2 separate regions of the Drosophila melanogaster genome follow, and region 1 is linked to region 2. The links are chromatin contacts, called in public Hi-C maps. All regions are on one chromosome and are shown on one strand. The core of a region is the stretch at or near the end of the contact, and the rest is flanking DNA. Distances in the headings are between cores, read along the strand shown.

Region 1 (3,813 bases), core at 548-3,047, 74 kb after region 2:
GTTATTCCCATATCGCAGCATCAGCATTCAGGATCCTGCGGCTTCTGTCGACCTGCCACGCCCCTATCTCGCCGCCGCCTCCCATGGCCAGCGGCATTCACATCGAGCTGTCACGTGTGAGGTGGAAAGCGAGGGGGCGTTGGATTTTCCAGCGCTCGCCCGCAGGGCTAAATTTGCCAATTTTCTAATTAAAATTTCTGCGCCGTAAAGCATAAATTTCGCAACTTTCACGCAGATAAAAGCCGGCAAAGTCGAGTCACCCGAAACCTCAAAGGAAGTTGCTCCGCAAAAAAGTACAGAAAAAATAAAAAAAAAAAATATAACAAAAATGGAGGCGAAAAAGCGTAGTCCGACACTGATATTGTTGATGAACAAGTGGGAAAAAATACTCTGCAGATAAAAGAGCAAATTCAGTTGGGAAAAATTGTGAGGTTTTTGTTAGAGGCATTGCGATTTGTTTGACAGGCGAAATTTTCGATCTGTTTGTAGTTCTAAATTTCATCCTTCTACCAGCTAGATGCTCACTTCGTTTCCAGTTCTCTAGCACTAATTAACGCAGAGAATATTTAGATGCTTATACCCCACTGCTTCACACTTTGCCAACTTATGCAATATGGCAGGAAGTTGGCAACTTTATCAATTACATTATATCAATTACGCGGCCCGCCCTCTGGCGTTTCCAACTTTCAGCTGACCATAAAAATAAAAGCAGTTGTAAATTTTCGGCCTCATTTACTGGCGACTTAATAAAATGGCATTATATGACCGCCCACCATATACAAACACTAAATCCGAGCGCTTAGTTTTATGCACGCAGTTCTTAGCACAGTGGCGGTTAAAGTTATACTGCCAGTCGGCATATAAACTATTTCGGTATTCTAAGAAGTATCTTGAAGTAGAAGGTAAAAGATACGAACTGTTTAGAAACATTTGCAAACATACATTGTTAATTGTCTAAGAACTATAATCTTGACCGCAGCTGTGGATAAGATATCACACTTTTGGCGGAAATAACTGCGACTGTGGCTGGCGCCGTCTGAAAAGCCGAAAGCAGCCACTTAAGCTGTTGGCATGGCAGTCAATCCGCTGCTAAGCACATGCCTAGAGTTCGCACAGTCGAGAACCCGTTGGTTTTGCGGTGGGACCGCAGACGGGCTCGCACACACACACACACACACACACACATGCACACCAGCAGGCAAATTCGGGCAGTCGGCGCTCTAATGTATGCTACATAATTTTGTTGCCCAAGGCAACTGACCATTTGCGAGCACATAGATTCGCATTCACATGTGCGCTGCTTTGGGCCATTGCGAGCCACTCTAAGTCTGCGGCTTGTTTTATGGTTTGGCACTGCTTTTGACCTTTGGTTAAAACCTTAATCAGCCGCCGTTCGCGAAATTCACATACAAAGCCACCGGAACGGACTCCATTATGGCAAAGTCCTTGGCATGCACGCACAGAAAAGTTCGAGAATATGAGGACTTTAAAAGTATATGTCCTTGGTGTTGGTAATCAAGTCGAGGAGTGTCATAAATACTCATTTGATTTGAATGCGTGTACTTCCTTTGAATTTCTCAGTAAGAGACAAGTTATTACACAAGCCTTTTTCCCATTCATGTCTTCTTTTTCGCACTGTGTACGCTGTGACTGTATGTGTAGTGGCAATTAAGGCAAAGACTACTGCTCGTTGCCCAAGCAACTCAATTTCCTTTTGCACCGACATCGCAGCACTGCAAATCAATTTTAAGTGCTGCAATTTTCATATTTGCCAACGGCAACGCACAAAAGTATGCAACGCGCAATTTCCGCTCCAAGCATGCACAATGCTGATGGGCAAATGGATGAGAGGGGAGTTGGCGGGGGTTGTGCGATTGGGTGGTGCTGCAGTGGGTGGCGTTGCTGCTGCTGCTGCTGCTGCTGCAGAGAAGCACTTGCTGCAAGTGCCCCACTTTATTTTGTTAAGCGCCTTCGATGGCCAACAAACGAAAAGTCCTTTGGTGTGTGTGCAGCCAAAAACAAAATAACATCGAAATGGGTTCTTAATTGGAAATTTTTCCATAGATTTAATACGAAAATTTGAAGTTATGGCATAGAAAGAATTAATAATCGGAATTCAAAAAGAATTCCTTCGCCCTTTTAGTAACTTATAGTATAACTAAAGTAATTATATATGAGCTTCTACACAAACTAATAATTTAAATGAAAATTCCCCCATCTCTTGCAGAGCCATGAAATTCAAAACCTACAGACGTACACGCAGTACAAGGTGACAGTGCAGGTGTTCAATCCCGAGGGTCTGGGACCGGAGACCACCATCCTGGTGATGACCGACGAAGGAGGTGAGTGGTAGAGTGGCAGGCAGCACCCTTTTGCGGGGCAGAATGCAATGCAAATTCCCCAGATCTCGAACAATATCAATGATGCATGCCGCACAGTGACCTCGCTGGGGAATTCGGCATGTCAGGCATGCAAACGATGGCCACAAGTCAATAAGTCGATCGCCCCAACTATTTTTCACATATCTGGGACCCGCAAAATTCCAAATATTACGGCTTATTGACATGCCAGACAAGTGACCAATCCGACCCCGAAAATGCCAGAAAAAATGGGGGGGTTATATGGTGTGTATATCGCATATCAAATGCAGTACAAGATGCAGATGCAGCAGCTTCAGAAATAAATTCGCCTTTGTGTGCACTTTTAGTTTTTCAGTTCCCTGCAACATTTCCATGGTTTCACAGATGCGAGTGGAGGGCAAAGCAGAGCAGCAACTTTGAGATTCGCTCAACCACAAAATGCCTCTGCCATGCAATGAAGCAAACAAATAAAAGTTTAACTCCGGCCAGAGGCTAAGGAAAATATGTTGCAATTTTTCATATTTTTCCCACCCTTTTTGCCCGGATGAGGAAAAAGCATCCAGCTTCTTGCCCGGCATCTCGAAATCCGCTACAGACCGCAGTTCGGTGTGCGAACTGGTATTGAAATGGTAGAACACTCGGCCAAGCAAATAGAAATAGAAAATAAATATTGCTTACTTAAACTTTCGCCAAATGCTGCTCAGTCAGCAACAAAAACTGCCCAGGCATGTCCTTTCTACTTTTTTACTTCGGTTCGGTTCTTTCCCCTTTTTCGTACCCCCTACTTGTGGGGTATTTTGGGGTATACTGCTTTAAGAAGCCAATGAAATCTTTGAGTTACTACTAAAAATATAGTTCCAAGGAATGAAACATGCTGTCATAAGTAACTTGCTTGCCTTCCTAGAAAAAATCTAGAAATACATCACAAATAAGAAATAACAATCAAGCTGGTTTCGTAGATACAAAGAGGGGTATCAAAATCGTTGCTGTATCCTGCTGGTCTCGCTTTCTATTGTTGAATCCCCCGGCTCCTTCGATCCTGGACCGCCACGTGGATTTCCGCTGGAGGCGTCTCACTTGGTATCACCAGACGCCGCCGCTGGTGGAACGGAAGTGTTGATGCCATAGTCGCCGGCCGGCTAAAGTCGGCGGAACGTAAATTATAAGCAGTCGGTCATAAATAAATCCGGGCGGATAAAGAAGTCCAACGTGTGCGAATTTATCGGAAAAGCGGCAGTCGGACGAGCGAATTTAATTTCCTGCAGTCAGCGCAAATCTGTTTGCATAAGCGCGTCTTGGCCAAATATTGTGCCCGGATTTAGCGAAGGAAGTTTTTTAAGGCGCGCTAAGACTCGAAACTCTTTTGAAAGTTGCCCAAGAGCTTAGCGGCATAATTAGCATAAAATTCAGCGGAAAATCCTTTGCCGGCGTCACGGGGAACGGGATTGGCCGG
Region 2 (3,451 bases), core at 181-2,680:
CCTGCAGCTGCTGCTCCTTTGATAAGTGGCTGAGTTTTGATTTTTCATTTACATATGCTAATTAATCCGCCGAGAACAACAAAACAGCGAAAAGCGCTCGTTGTCCGGGCAACTGAAGGATACAAGGATACAAAAGATGCTGAGTGGCTTACGAATATCATATTAATTAAGTGCAGATCACACTCCAAGGTAAACACTCTGAAAATATGGGAAAAGGGGATGGCTTTTCCTTTACCCAACCCCTTCTACTTGTGGCTTTTCACAGATAACGAAGGATGCGGTTTGGTTGAAGGGGTGGATTGCGGCTTGTCGCGGATTCCTGGCGGCTGTGTCGCATTATTTTTTTTTGTTGGCCTATTTGCTCAAAGCGAAATCTAATTACATTTGCACAGACAATTTACAAAATTCTTGTCTATGGGATAATGAATGCAAAGTGTACTCGTGTCTGCAGGTTGATGATTATTACTGTGAGAATAATGTGATGGCTGATGGCACCGAAATTCGCGAATAACAAGCTGTCAATCTCACTCGAATTAAGCCCCAATCAACGATTGCAATTCGCCTGTCTCCGTTGTCATTAAATTGGGGAAAATCTCTTCAAAGTGCTGTCGTCCAATTTTCATGTCGCTGCCCATCAATTTTTAAACACTATGACTGTTTAAAAAGGTCCTAGCCCATATATGAAAAAATCATTCATAACAGCTGGCAGAGCTTAAAAAAAACAGGCAGTGGAGTATCTTTTGTGAATTTTTCACCATTGCAACATCAATATTAAAGTGCTAAATGAAAGCCACAAAAGAGAGAAAAAAAAAAAGAAACCAGATATTCAAAGGCAGATATTCCTGGTGTCTTTGGCACAAACTTTCTGGTCGGCAAACACAAACAATTGACAAAGTTTCGGGCTCAAGTGGTAAATAATACAATAAATAACTTTCCCAAATGAATTAGATGTGGCCCAGAAACAAGACCAGCTGGAAAATTGTGACTGGGATTGAGAGTACGTGTCGTCGTCCAGAATAAGGGAACATCGGGTTGGAACTTCATAAATTTCTTATTTCGCTTTAAAGAGCGACACTTTTCGCCCACTTTCCGCCCAGTTTTTCCCATTTCCACGCTGCTCAGTGACCGCAAAATGATTTTATGGCCGCCAAAGCGCCGAAGAATCTGCAGATGTTGCCATAAATTCCACACTTTCAGGTAAGACGAAGATTTGTTGATTTGTGGCCAAAGCAATTAGACGCTGCCTTCTAGGGGCTAATGTATCCTGTTTTCGGAAACCGAAAAACTTTTCCAGGCACTGCATGATCCTGTGATCACAGGCGAAGAATGTTTGCCTTTCTCGGGCAAATGGAAAGTTTTCTTGCAATTGGAAAACTGTTTACTCATCTGACTGTTGTTAGGCTGCCGAAAGTTTGGCCAACAAATCTGGACAGTTAAACCAGTTTGACAATCAAATTCTAGGCAAAACAAATTTTCCAAGGTGCACTGCGTTGAGCAGTTGTGCTGGACTTTATCTGTGCCAATTTCTTCTGCCAGGCAAATTACTGCCACAAAAAGAGAGAGCAACTTTGGCCATGTTGGCATTGCTGTTATTACATATTTGCATTGTCGAGTTCCGGCAACTTTTGGGCTCACAAATGGCCAAAATGGCAAATTAAATGTGCTGCAAATTGAATTCGGAATATGTTTGCTTAGAAAATGAAATGCATTGGAGGCCCCGGGGGCAGCTGCCATGGTAAAAATGCATTCCCGCATTAAATTTACTAATTAACAACAACAACATGCACTTCGCCTAGCGGATCTGCAGTCAAATCCAGATTTAGGCTTAATTAATATTTGATTTGAACAAGGACTCTGAACTCTTTGCCATGGGGCATGCCACCCTCTGAATTTGTAGCAATTCATTAACATTCAAGAGAAACCCGAAACATCGTGTGTGCAAGTGCAGCTACGAATATGGCCAGAAATAAATATATTTTCCAACAGGGAAACCCTCTCGGAAAAACCCTTTCAGCACCCGGGCTTTGAGCTATAAATAAGAACAACAATGCGACATTTTCAAGGACATTTTCCTTGCCCAGCTGGCCGGTGCCGCTGTGGAATTCGGTTTGTTTCTTTTTTATTTTTTTTTTCGTCCTTTGGGCTGGGGAAATTTATACGACTTGCTAAAATTGCACATAAATTAAATTTATGTTTTATGAGCGTTGTCCTTGCCGCTGTCCTATTCCCCGCTCCCCCGCTCCCCCGCCCCCCACTCGTGCTGCCCGATTGTGTTTTGTTTTGGTTAAGTTTTCGCTCGGCTTTTCTTGTTTTTCCCGTCTCTTCCTGGGTTTTCCTTTTCGCTTTTGGGCTCTGGTCCTGGTTCTAAGTTCGGTTCACGTGCCGGAAAATCGCATTTATTTAATACGCACAGTAAATTTTCAGCACTTGGAACTAAATAGACGCACATTTAGTGCCGCCCCGATAGCTTTCCCTACTCTTACACCCCCGCCCCGCAGTTTTTCCGATTTTCCCAGCCTGTCTGAGCCCCTACATGACATTAATAATTCACTTTGCGCAGTCAATTTGGCCAAATCGCTTTGGCTATTCGAGATGGCGAAAGTCCGGCCATTTTTTTTTTTTTTTGTCTCTTCCGTCGCTGATGTTGATGTTCATTATTTTTAAACGCTGCTGACAGTTGTAAATCTGTCAGGCTTATTAACCGTTAAATGTCACTTAACTGTCATTCGTTGGCCATAACAATTCGACGCGAGCCGCGGGCCAAGCAAATGGAGTCTGAAGTCCGGCGTTGAAAATGTGTGCATAATTCTGCACCAAAAGTTGTACATAAATTGTATGATTGGGAGTGGGAAATGCCATTGGCATTACGTAATGAAAGCGTGGGACTTTCCCCCCCAGCCATAATTATATTCCCCGTCTTTATTACATTTAAATGCCAATTTATTGCCTTCGATTAAATTATGCCCCGCCCCCGGCAAAAAGAAATCGTGTGATATATATTATGGAAATGATTTACTGTTCGCCTCCTACACAGACTTTTGTGGGCTTACCAGAGGATAAAGCCGGTGTCCGATCAAATATGGAATATATTTTTGTGGCGAATAACAATCGATCGAATTGGTTAATAAATACAAAACACAAAGAGTGACTCGCCATTCGGGGCTTAAAAGGTCTTTTGTGTTTATAACAATTCCAAGCGGCTTTTTTCGGACGTTACCAAACCTTTTAAGGGGGGGTTTATTTCATTAAAAGCCCAACAACTAGGATACGAAGTCAAAAAACAGCATTTGCCCATGCACTGCGGACAGGACTGAAACGAATACAAATACATTTTCATAAATCTGGCAGCACTTTAATAATTTACGCTTATCTCGGCTACTTGCAGCTTGTTGTTTTTATGGGCCTGACCGCTTCTGCTCCGACTTTGCCATTTTATAAATCGCTTGACACA

Evidence for each region. A called contact is a pair of places that touch in the nucleus more often than the background predicts.
Region 1: a Hi-C map of the Kc167 cell line shows a contact between it and region 2, with 3 times the contacts expected there. A contact is called at or near these places in 24 of 107 Hi-C or Micro-C datasets (the Clone 8 cell line, the Kc167 cell line, the OSC cell line and 9 more).

What each region holds. Positions count from the first base shown.
Region 1 is chr3R:29,428,899-29,432,711 of dm6, forward strand. Ptp99A (Protein tyrosine phosphatase 99A) reads left to right here. Exons shown (of 19, transcript NM_143434.5): 8 at 2,228-2,342. Among named protein-coding and RNA genes, the nearest start is that of lncRNA:CR44022, 28 kb to the right of the region's middle.
Region 2 is chr3R:29,355,341-29,358,791 of dm6, forward strand. lncRNA:CR45547 (long non-coding RNA:CR45547) reads right to left here and starts at 1,431. Exons shown (of 1, transcript NR_125291.1): 1 at 808-1,431.